3 separate regions of the Sus scrofa genome follow, and all the other regions are linked to region 1. Evidence: chromatin contacts called from public Hi-C and HiChIP or PLAC-seq data. All regions are on one chromosome and are shown on one strand. Each heading gives the region's core, a stretch centred on a gene start, on an enhancer-like site or on the middle of the called end of the contact. The rest is flanking DNA. Distances are from core to core; before and after follow the strand shown. Region 1 has its middle 26 kb from the start of ABCG2. Region 2 overlaps PKD2 (polycystin 2, transient receptor potential cation channel). Region 3 holds the start of PKD2 (polycystin 2, transient receptor potential cation channel).

Region 1 (3,217 bases), core at 327-2,826:
GTTCGATCCCTGGCCTTGTTCAGTGGGTTAAGGATCTGGTGTTGCCTGGAGCTATGGTGTAGGTCGAAAATGCGGCTAGAATCTGGTGTTATGGCTGTGGTGTACGCCAGCAGCTACATCTCTGATTCGACCCCTAGCCGGGGAACCTCCATATGCCTTGGGTGTGGCCCTAAAAAACTAACTAAATAAATAAAAATTAAGGAGTTTCTGTTGTGGCTCAGGGGTAACAAACCCGACTAGTATCCATGAGGACGTGCGTTCAATCCCTGGCCTCACTCAGTGGGTTGGGGATCTAGAATTGCTGTGACCTGTGGCCATAGATGTGGCTTGAATCCCACATTGCTGTGGCTGTGGTGTAGGCTGGCAGCTGCAGCTCTGATTCGACCCCTAGCCTGGGAACTTCCATGTGCAGCAGGTGTGGCCCTAACATGACAAAATAAATAAATAAATATTAAAAAAAAAAATACCCACTACGCTAGTGACTCAGCCAATGAGAAAATGTCATCACTTCAAATTCTCACTTTTCTTCAATGGACTTTGATTCTAAACTACCTCTCCCAACTTCTCCTATTTTCTATGTAAAATAATGTTCCTTTCCTCTGTTCATTGGACTTGCCTATGGTATTTGCCATTTTGGTCCATTTTGTTTTATAATTCTCTGCTATTCCCAGGTAAGTCCATTTATTTTGCCAGTAAAATAGCTGACTTTCATTTTTAAGATCAACACTAGAATATTTTAAACACATAAAAGAAGTATAGAGAATACTGTAATAGTTATGTTCCCATTGTATGGATTTAATATATTAGCATCAGTCTATTCTCTGCCAAGGAATTCTTTTAAAATATAAATCAATCAAGTCACTTTTCTTCTCAAAGCCCTCCACTGGTTTTCTACATCCAAATACATGCTCAAGAGTTCCCATTGTGGTTCAGTGGGTTAAAAATGTGACTAGTATCCGTGAGGATTCGGGTTTGATCCCTGGCCTTGCTCAGTGGGTTAAGTATCTGGCATTGCCTTGATCTGTGGCATAGGTCAAAGATGTGGCTCAGATCCCCTGTTGCTGTGACTGTGGCACAGGCCAGCAGCTGCAGCTCTGATTCAACCCCTTACACGGGAACTTCCATATGCTGAAAGTATGGCCATAAAAAGAAAAACAAACAAACAAAAGCTCAAAGCATCAACGAACCCTATACCATCTGCCTCTGCATTTACCTCCCAGTCTCCTCCATGTCTCCCTCTCATTACTGATACCTTAGCTCGATTACCTTGCTGCGCCCTGAAGATGCCAAGCACTTCCAAACTCAGAGATTTGGCCTACTGCTCCCTCTGTAGCACTACTGTGATCTCAGTCTACTCATTACAGTTAAGTTTAGTTGTAAGACCGTGATATAAAACAGGATGGGTGTTTATCTCTCTTGTTCAAGAAACCCAGAGGTAGACATTCCAGAGACAGTGTAGTAATTCCAGGGTTTCAGGAACTCTCATTCCTTCTATGTTGTTGCTTTGCCACATGTAGCTTCTATGCTCAGTCATCTCGTGCTCCAAAATAGTGATGGGAACTCCAGTCATGTTTGGATTCCAGCCAACAGGAAAGAGGAAGAGAGAAAGAACACTCTATGTTTCTATAAATGTTGGGTAAAGGAGGAAATGGAACATCTGATTTTTTAAAAAATGGTTTTTTGAAGATAAACGTTTGCTGTCTAAGTAAAATCCCATCTACCTTCATGGGAGCCTCAGGGAATGATAACAAAGTGCTACTTTAAACCAAATGTATTTCTAAACATCCTACTAGTAAAAATGTAGTTAAGCTTAATCTTTTTGTAACACCTGTTGCCCAGGAGAATTAGATTTTTTTTTTTTTTTTTTGCTTTTGCTTTTTTAGGGTCACACCTGCGGCATATGGAATTTCCCAGGCTAGGGGTTGAATAGCTGCCGGCTTACACCACAGCCAAAGCCACACCAGATCCCAGATGCAACTGGGACCTACACCACAGCTCACAGCAATGCCAGATCCTTAACCCACTGAGTGAGGCCAGGGATTGAACCTGTGTGCGTCCTCATGAATACTAGCTGGGTTCATAACATGCTGAGCCGTGATGGGAAATCCCTAGATTTTTTTTTTCTTCACACCAGAAACAGTTAAATTTTTTTTTAAATAAATGCACATGGAGTTCCCGTCGTGGCACAGTGGTTAGCAAATCCGACTAGGAACCATGAGGTTGCAGGTTCGGTCCCTGCCCTTGCTCAGTGGGTTGACGATCCGGCGTTGCCGTAAGCTGTGGTGTAGGTCGCAGACGCGGGCTCGGATCCAGCATTGCTGTGGCTCTGGCATAGGCTGGTGGCTGTAGCTCTGATTCGACCCCTAGCCTGGGAACCTCCATATGCCGCGGGAGCAGCCCAAGAAATAGCAAAAAGACAAAAATAAAAAAAAATAAAAATAAAATAAATGCACAACTCCAATATATTAAAATATATTTATTAATATTTATATATTAAAATGTACACATTTACTATTAGGAAGTCAGTCAATAAAAACAGTATTTTTGATGAGCACAGAAATATTGTGAGAAGGGTTTATTATAGTTGCAGAAAGCCTCTGAAATAAATTTATTTCTGCATTTGGTCATACAGTATTGAGAAAAATCTGATTCAGATGAGTAGTTGGAGATAGTTCAGGTTTTTGTATTGTTTTGTTCATCTTACAATTTTATGATTTTTCTCTGATTAAACAGAGATGACAAGAGAAGATTTATTCTGAGATACATATAAAAATGACCCAAGTTGGAGTTCCCTTTGTGTCTCAGTGGTTAATGAAGATGCGGGTTTGATCCCTGGCCTCGCTCAGTGCGTTAAGGATCTGGCGTTGCTGTGGCTGTGGAGTAGGCTGGCGGCTACAGCTCTGATTTGATCCCTAGCCTGGGAACTTCCATGTGCCTCAGGTGGGGCCCTAAAAAAGCAAAAATTAAAAAAAAAAGAAAAAGAAAATAAATTACAGTGACCCAAGTTAACACATAGGCTTCCAGTGTGATGTATGAGAGGGCACACTACCTATAATTTTATGCAGTTTCTTAAAAGTCTTAAATGAATAGATATGTGCATATGTATGTGTGTATACACACACACATATATTTTGTTTATTGGCTTTAAACTACTTTAAAATTGCTTCCTTGAAAATTATATACCATACATTTTAAGTGTACAAGTCAATGAATTTTA
Region 2 (3,415 bases), core at 911-3,410, 210 kb after region 1:
TTACTGCTGTTTTCTCACCCCAGCCAGTGCCAAGGGCATTTTCCAGAAACGGAGACCTCCCTAGGAACATGCCTGGCTCCTGTTAACACTCGGTATATCCGTTGAGGAAATGAATCATCAGAGATGAGGGTGGGGTCTTCTCCATGTCAAGGGAAAGAGTATAAAGAAAGACAAGATAGGGAGTTCCCACTGTGGTGCAGTGGGTTAAGGATCTAGTGTTGTCTCTGCGGTGGACTGGGTTGCTGCTGAGGCACCGGTTTGATCCCCAGCCCAGGGCAGTGGGTTAAAAGCCCAGCATTGCTACAGCTGTGGCACAGGTCGCAGCTGAGGCTTGGATTCGATCCCTGCCCCAGGCACTTCCATATGCTGCAGGTTTGTCTCCCTCCCCCCCGCAAAAAAGAAAGACAAGACAGGGATCTGATGGAATCAGGGCACAAAAGAGAAGGAGGAGGTGGCAGAATTAAGAGAACTCCAAGTTCAGGGTCACTCATCAGAGACAAAAGCACAAGCAATCGACAGCTGCATCCTGCAGAGAGGCTGAGGAGGAGGAGGCTGGGAAGGCCGATCATTCCTCGGATCAGCAAACTGAACAAAACTGCTGGCAGCTTCCAAGAGAGATGTCGACAGCCAGGGCTTAAGCTTGAAGGGGTGAATTGACGGTAGGGCGGTGGCCAGTGAAGACTATGCTTTGAGAGGTCTGGGGTTGAAGGGAAGGCGAAATGGGAGTACCTCAGAGCCTGGCAAGACCAGGGATGCTTTAGATACACACTGGAAGAATCCCTTTTGCAGCCCAGCCTGCAGAAGGAATCACTTACTCACTGTGCATCCAACAGATAGTGGATGTTCCAGGCATTGTTCGAAGCCTCAGAAATACAGCAGTGAACAAAGCAGGGTCCCCGCCCTCGAGAATCCTGAATTCTGATGGGAAGCGGAGGGCAGAAGCAGCCACCCCAGCGACATAATTCATATGGAAGAAGTAACATAGAAGAAATAGGGGTTTTGGAGTCAGGCGGGTTACATCCCAGCCTGGTTCGCTTTTCTAGCAGTGACACTTTGGGTAAGTGAGCCTCTGTTTTTCATCTATAACACGGAGCTGAGATCCCTTTCACAGTTGTTTTATGAAAAGTAGAGGAGATTCAGTTCTTAAATAGCATCCGGCAGGGCGCAGAGGCTGCATAAATCTCTTTTTGGTGACACGCTAAGAGATAAGCGCAAGCTACTGCTTTGCTGAAACTAGAAAAAGGAGCACAAGAGACCAAAATCACTATCATGACCTGGAAAAAACGTCTTTTGAGACTCAGCTTCTTTACTCTAAACCTTCTGATGTTTACGAAGTTTGTTTCTTATAGGGCTGCGTACTAAAAAGGGTGTGTCCTGGATGGCAGGCAAAGAATCTGAATCAGAAAAAGGGTTTGCCCCCCACCGTGTGTTCACCAATCTGGATTCCCATGTCTCAGTTCCCGAGAAAGGGATCTAGAGGTGAAAGAACTGGCTCAGCCAAGCTTAAAAGACAGTTCTAACCACAGTGACTCCTTCGGGACAGGTGCCTGAAAGGTCCTCCTTGGGACAGCCTGAGAGATGGTCTCATTTTTTTATAATAACTATAGTCACTCCAGAAATAATGACTGTCTTCCTTCACACACAAGATGTTTTAAGTATGGTTACCAAAGAGCAGCCCAAATGCCTGCCAACACGCACAATGCAGATGCGCGCTCAAAAATCACAAACACACGTCTGAGGACAGACGTTAAACCAGACAGTGACGCCTGCCTCACACGCTTACCATACACTTTAAATAACTGGACTCTGAACACAAAATTTCTTTCTAAGCGCCGATAAAAAAGAATTTCTGTCCCAGAAACTTTTCCAGTGACAACCTAGCGAACCATGTGACTGCATCTATAGAAACAGGATGGAGGCCTCGTAAACCTTCAAACCTTCGAAAGCTCAAGAAGCTTCTTTCCTACGGGTCACAGAGGCAATGATTTAGCCTTTTGCAAAATACGTACGCAGAAGCTGAAAGGGGGTAGACGGTGTAGAAAACCTGGGACACTGACGTTTGGCCAGAGCCTTAACAATAAGCACTGGCAGCATCTCCTCCCTGGGGAAGGGGCTGGAGAATGAAAGGTCGGAGCATCTCTGAGAGGCCAGGGCCCGCGGCCAGAGCCACCGACACTTACGCGGTTCCATTTCTTGGACCAAATGGAGCCCTGTCCTCACTGCTGACGGAGTAGACGTCGTAGCACTCTTTAATCTCATCTCTCAAGTCCTGGGGGATGGAACAGGATCCATTTCTGACTCTCAGCTGCCGTATACGAGGAACCCCTAACAGAAGGTTCTCGTAGTAGATGAAGCTTCGGTTATGGGCTTCCGTTCCGTTGCTGGGCTGTGTCTTCCAGTAGAGCCCGTCCAACAAGGCGCCTTCTGCGAACTAAAAGCAAAGGAAACATTTTTGAGAGGCTCCCAGCTCAGAGGCCGCCTTGCTCCTTCCTGGAAGGTCTGTGTCACCAAGAGCTCAGCAACTGCGTGAACCTGGTAGCATGACAAGGGTGGGTCTTGCTGTCAGAGGTGTGGGTGGATCCTGCCCCGTCATTGTCTTGGTAGCTGGGAGGCCCTGAGCATCTGCAGTGTCTATCCTTTGTAGGGTTGTTACTCCTGACACAGTGTGGGGGCTTCATAAATGGTAACTCTGATTTTCAGTCTGGTTCTAAAGGCTGGGGAGAGGGTGCCGTTTGCATAAATCCATAACCATGATCAATTTCACCTTCCCTCATTAAAACAGCAGCCCTCACAGTCATGGCTCGCGACCATTAGAGAAGAAAAGACTATATAGTTTTGATGACCCATCTGCTATCTGGTGGATTTGTGTGTGTGTGTGTGTGTGTGTGGTCTTTTTAGGGCTGCATCTGTGGCACATGGAAGTTCCCAGGCTAGAGGATGAATCGGAACTGCAGCTGCCGGCCTATGCCAGAGCAACACCGGATCCGAGATGCGCCCGCCACCTACACCACAGCTCACCGCAAAGCCAGAGCCTTAACTCCCTGAGTGAAGCCAGAGATGGAACCTACATCCTCATGGATTGCTGGTCAAATTCGTTTCTGCTGCGCCTCAACAGGAACTCCTGCTGGATCTTTCCACTGTCTGGACTATTTTTTCCCACGGTGAATGCTCTATCCCCTCTGCCCCTCCATTTACACAGCGTGGCACGCTATCACGGAGCCGTGTGGGTGGGAGAAGTCTCTCCTTCATTGGTCTAAGGGGGAAAACAGACCCAGCTGTTTCTCAGCGCTTCATCCTGATGAGATGATCAATAGTGATCTGTCCCCTTGGGGTGGGAAAAATTCATATTCTGCAAGTGTGGTTTTGGATGCCAAGTATTTTCAGGCATTCGTTGGTATATTGAGGTTCTTGTAAT
Region 3 (3,342 bases), core at 285-2,784, 230 kb after region 1:
TGAACTCGACACATCTACCCACAGGTGGTATCTGATGACGTCACTGTTTCACCGGAATTTCAAAGAACGTCAGTTATTGAAAAACATCCTTAACAACGTTAACATTCACTTTGCAACTATTTTAGACAAAGAATTAGAATTGCAGGCCAAATAACAGACATTATTTTATCCTATTCGTGGTGTTCTCAAAAAACAGCTCCCTCTCCCGCAAACAACCGTGCACAACACCAAACCATCAATAACTACTCAATGGCCCTCCTCCCGCTGAACTGCCTACCCTTTCCAGAATCGGATAAGGGGCACTAGGGCATCCAGGCCGGCGGAAGACCATGGGTACTAGGACAAATTTTTCTACTAGGTAGAAAATTAGGTAAAATGAGCAAATATGTGCTTGCAACCACCATCTGTATTAGTCTGTTTTTCTTTTCCCTAACAAGAAAAAAAAAAAAAAATCTCCAGATGTACCCTTTCACTCTACTACGGCTTTCACTATTTCCAAAGGTAAAGATAAGCAGGCACGTCTTCCTTTAGAAGAAGGAGGTATCCAATAAGTTTGCACCAACAAGGGCGCCCTGGAATTCAGCGATGGGCACCGGAAATAGAGCAGCTTTAGCAGAGGTGGGGAAGGCGCTTCCAGGGGAGGCGGGGACGCAATGGGTACGCGAGGTGGAGCCCCCGGAAAGCTGCCCCGGCGGGCGATGGCTCCCGCGGCGCCCGCGGTTCTGGTTCGTGCATCAGCCGCTGCGGGTCCCGCGCGCTTACCTCGCAGCCCGCGAACCAGCCTCTCGGCCCAGGCCACTCGGGGCGGTTGCCCATCCAGGGGGAGGTGGCGGTGCAGCGGGTCCCCGCCGCCGGCCGGGCTGGGGCTCGGCGGGCCCTGGTCCTCTCGCCGGCGCCGCCTCCCGCTCGGATGGCCGGCGCCGTGGAAGCTCCCCAGCCCCCGGCCCCGGGCGCCCGCGGAGCTCACGGCCGAAGAGGCTGCGGACCTCCGGCTGCCCGGGCGCCACTCCACGTCCATCTCCACTACCATGCCCCCTTCTTCTCCCTCCACCTCGTCTTCCTCCTCCTCCTCCTCGGCCTCGAAGCCGGGGTTGTCGCGGCTCCACGCCTGCCGCGAGCACGACGAGAGCGGAGGAGAGGGAGAGGCCGAGGCTCCGGCCGGAGGGTCCCGCGCGGCCGCCTGCCGGATGCGCTCCATCTCGATCTCCAGGCCCCTTTGCTCGCGGAGGCCGCCCGGGGCCGCGAGGCCAGCGCCCGCGGCCCCGCCGCCCGCCATCAGCCGCCCGGGGCCCGCCGTTCGGGGCGCCGCCGGCCGCTGGGCGTCCCCGGGCTGCTGCGGCTGCACGCGGCTCGAGTTCACCATCGCGGTCACTGGCTGCAGGCGCGCCCTCGCCCGGTGCCCCGCTCGGCGCTGCCCGCTGCAGGAGCCATGTTCTTTTCTTCCCGGGGCCCGCGGCTCCTGCTCCCCGCCCCCGACCTCCCCGCGGTCCCGCGTCCCTCGCCCGCCCCCTCGGCCCGCCTCCCCCTCGCCTCGCCTCGCCCGGCGGCCGCCGCGCGCTGCAGGGGGAGGCGCAAGGCAGCCGCCCCCGTGGTCCGCGCGCTCGGCGCGCGGCGCCCGGGTCCGCGTTCCAAGTGCAGCCTGAGCCCGGGCGCGGGCGGCCGCATTCCTTTCGGGTGGAAGGGCTCGGGCGGGGAGGGACTCGCCGAGCCGTCCGTCCACCCGCGAGCCAAGGGCTTCTGGAGCTGTCCCTGGCTGCGCGACCCTGAAATAAGGCTTGGGTCTCCGTTCCCCCCACCCAGCCACTTCTGCCTCGATTTACCAAAGTGCGGGGAGAGGGGTGAACCATTTTAGGGGACGGTGGTGCGAACAGGCGAAACCCAGCCTGCGCTGGTCTGCAGCGGAGGCAAAGGAAAGCTTTGACTTGAAAACGACCAACTAGCCCCTAACGCTGACTAACTTGGCGCTTGGCGGCCCTCCTCGTCCCGACTCTGCTGCCTTTCGGATGGTTTCTTTAATCTTTGGTTGGCTCCTCTCTCCACACATTGTGGGAACCGCAAGGATTCGGCCTTGGGGCTCTCGGATCGCTGGTGCTCCGCGTGATCTCAGCCGTCCCCTTCCCACCACCGCATCTGCTGCAGCCGGGACTGACCTGGGAGTAACAGAATCGCATGCCAGGTCCGAGCTCCGGCGCTTAATTCCCGCTCTGTGGAGCACATCCAGCTCGATGCTTGGCAGCTGTCTCCAACTGCACCCATCCCAAACTAAATTTATCCTTCCCCCTCTTCTTTCCAGCCTGCCTCACCTCCTGTATCCCCAGGTGAGATCTGAGGCATCCTCACTCCCACTTCTGCAGGGTTGCCTCACCTTTCTCCTCTTCTCCTCCACATCATTTCCCCCGACTTGTGTTACTTCTGCCCCACAAATGTCTCCCTGATAGGACCTCTGTTGCTTATTCCCATTGGCAGTAATGTAGCCCAGAACCCCGATGGCTTGTTTTAGTCTGTCAGTTCCACCATCATCCTTCACTTTGGGGTCCCCACTGTTTCCAAATTGTGTTTCCAGAACCAAACCTGCTTGTGTCACGTTGATGCTTCGACACCTGTGGAGGCTTCTGCCAGCTTAAAGGTTAACATTTAATGTCCGTATCTTGATTTAGTGAATTTTCAAAACCTTCTTCTATGTGTGTGTGTATAAGGTATATATATTTTTATATGTATACATATTTATAAATATATATATGCGCACACACACACATATGTGTGTGTGTATACATTTTTTTCTTCTAGGGCTGTCATAATGGGGTACCACAGACTGGGTGTCTCTAACCACAGACATTAATTTTTCTCACAATTCTAGAGGCTGGAAGTCTAAGATCAAGGTGTCGGCAGGGTTGGTTTCTTCTGAGGCGTTGCTCCTGGGCTTGTAGATGGGATACAGCCTTCACTCTGTCTTCATGTCATCTTCCCTCTGTGTCTGTGTCCCAGTTTCCTCTTCTTACGAGGACACCAGTCAGGTTTGTTTAGGGCCCACGCTAATGATCTCACTTATAACTTCATGACCTTTTCAAAGACCCTACCTCAGTACATTCTGGGGTACTCTGATGGGGTGGGATGGGGGTGTTGGACCTCAAAATATGAATTTCTGATGGGGACACAGTTCAGCCCATAACCACCCAAATTTTAGTTTTCTTGCCTGGTTTCCTATCCCGCACATCCATATGTGTAGCACCTGTCACCGGTTCCCTGGGCACTCAGAACATGCGCTGCTTGTCACCTGATTATTATTATGGCCGCTCGTCACCTGATCATGCAATTTACCTGTTGGGGTATCTGTGTCCTTCA

The links. A called contact is a pair of places that touch in the nucleus more often than the background predicts. HiChIP or PLAC-seq counts read pairs in DNA pulled down with a chosen protein or histone mark.
Region 2: a contact with region 1 is called in a Hi-C map of retroperitoneal adipose tissue, with 2.2 times the contacts expected there. The contact joins two enhancer-like sites. A contact is called at or near these places in 1 of 5 promoter capture datasets (fetal liver), 13 of 47 Hi-C or Micro-C datasets (alveolar macrophages, blood, epiblast stem cells and 7 more) and 2 of 2 datasets of contacts at active chromatin or transcription factors (alveolar macrophages and skeletal muscle).
Region 3: a contact with region 1 is called in an H3K27ac HiChIP or PLAC-seq map of alveolar macrophages. The contact joins the promoter of PKD2 here to the enhancer-like site in region 1. A contact is called at or near these places in 1 of 5 promoter capture datasets (fetal liver), 8 of 47 Hi-C or Micro-C datasets (blood, epiblast stem cells, fetal heart ventricle and 5 more) and 2 of 2 datasets of contacts at active chromatin or transcription factors (alveolar macrophages and skeletal muscle).

What each region holds. Positions count from the first base shown.
Region 1 is chr8:130,826,010-130,829,226 of Sscrofa11.1, forward strand. No RefSeq gene overlaps it. Among named protein-coding and RNA genes, the nearest start is that of ABCG2, 26 kb to the right of the region's middle. Within about 2 kb of position 1,577, at least 9 of the 83 cell types and tissues checked have an H3K27ac peak or open chromatin away from gene starts, as enhancers often do. A contact at or near this core is called in alveolar macrophages and retroperitoneal adipose tissue, where this site is marked.
Region 2 is chr8:131,034,886-131,038,300 of Sscrofa11.1, forward strand. It overlaps PKD2 (polycystin 2, transient receptor potential cation channel), which reads right to left. Exons shown (of 15, transcript NM_001245979.1): 4 at 2,181-2,431. Among named protein-coding and RNA genes, the nearest start is that of PKD2, 22 kb to the right of the region's middle. Within about 2 kb of position 2,161, at least 2 of the 83 cell types and tissues checked have an H3K27ac peak or open chromatin away from gene starts, as enhancers often do. A contact at or near this core is called in retroperitoneal adipose tissue, where this site is marked.
Region 3 is chr8:131,057,398-131,060,739 of Sscrofa11.1, forward strand. It overlaps PKD2 (polycystin 2, transient receptor potential cation channel), which reads right to left and starts at 1,535. Exons shown (of 15, transcript NM_001245979.1): 1 at 763-1,535. The coding sequence starts at 1,363.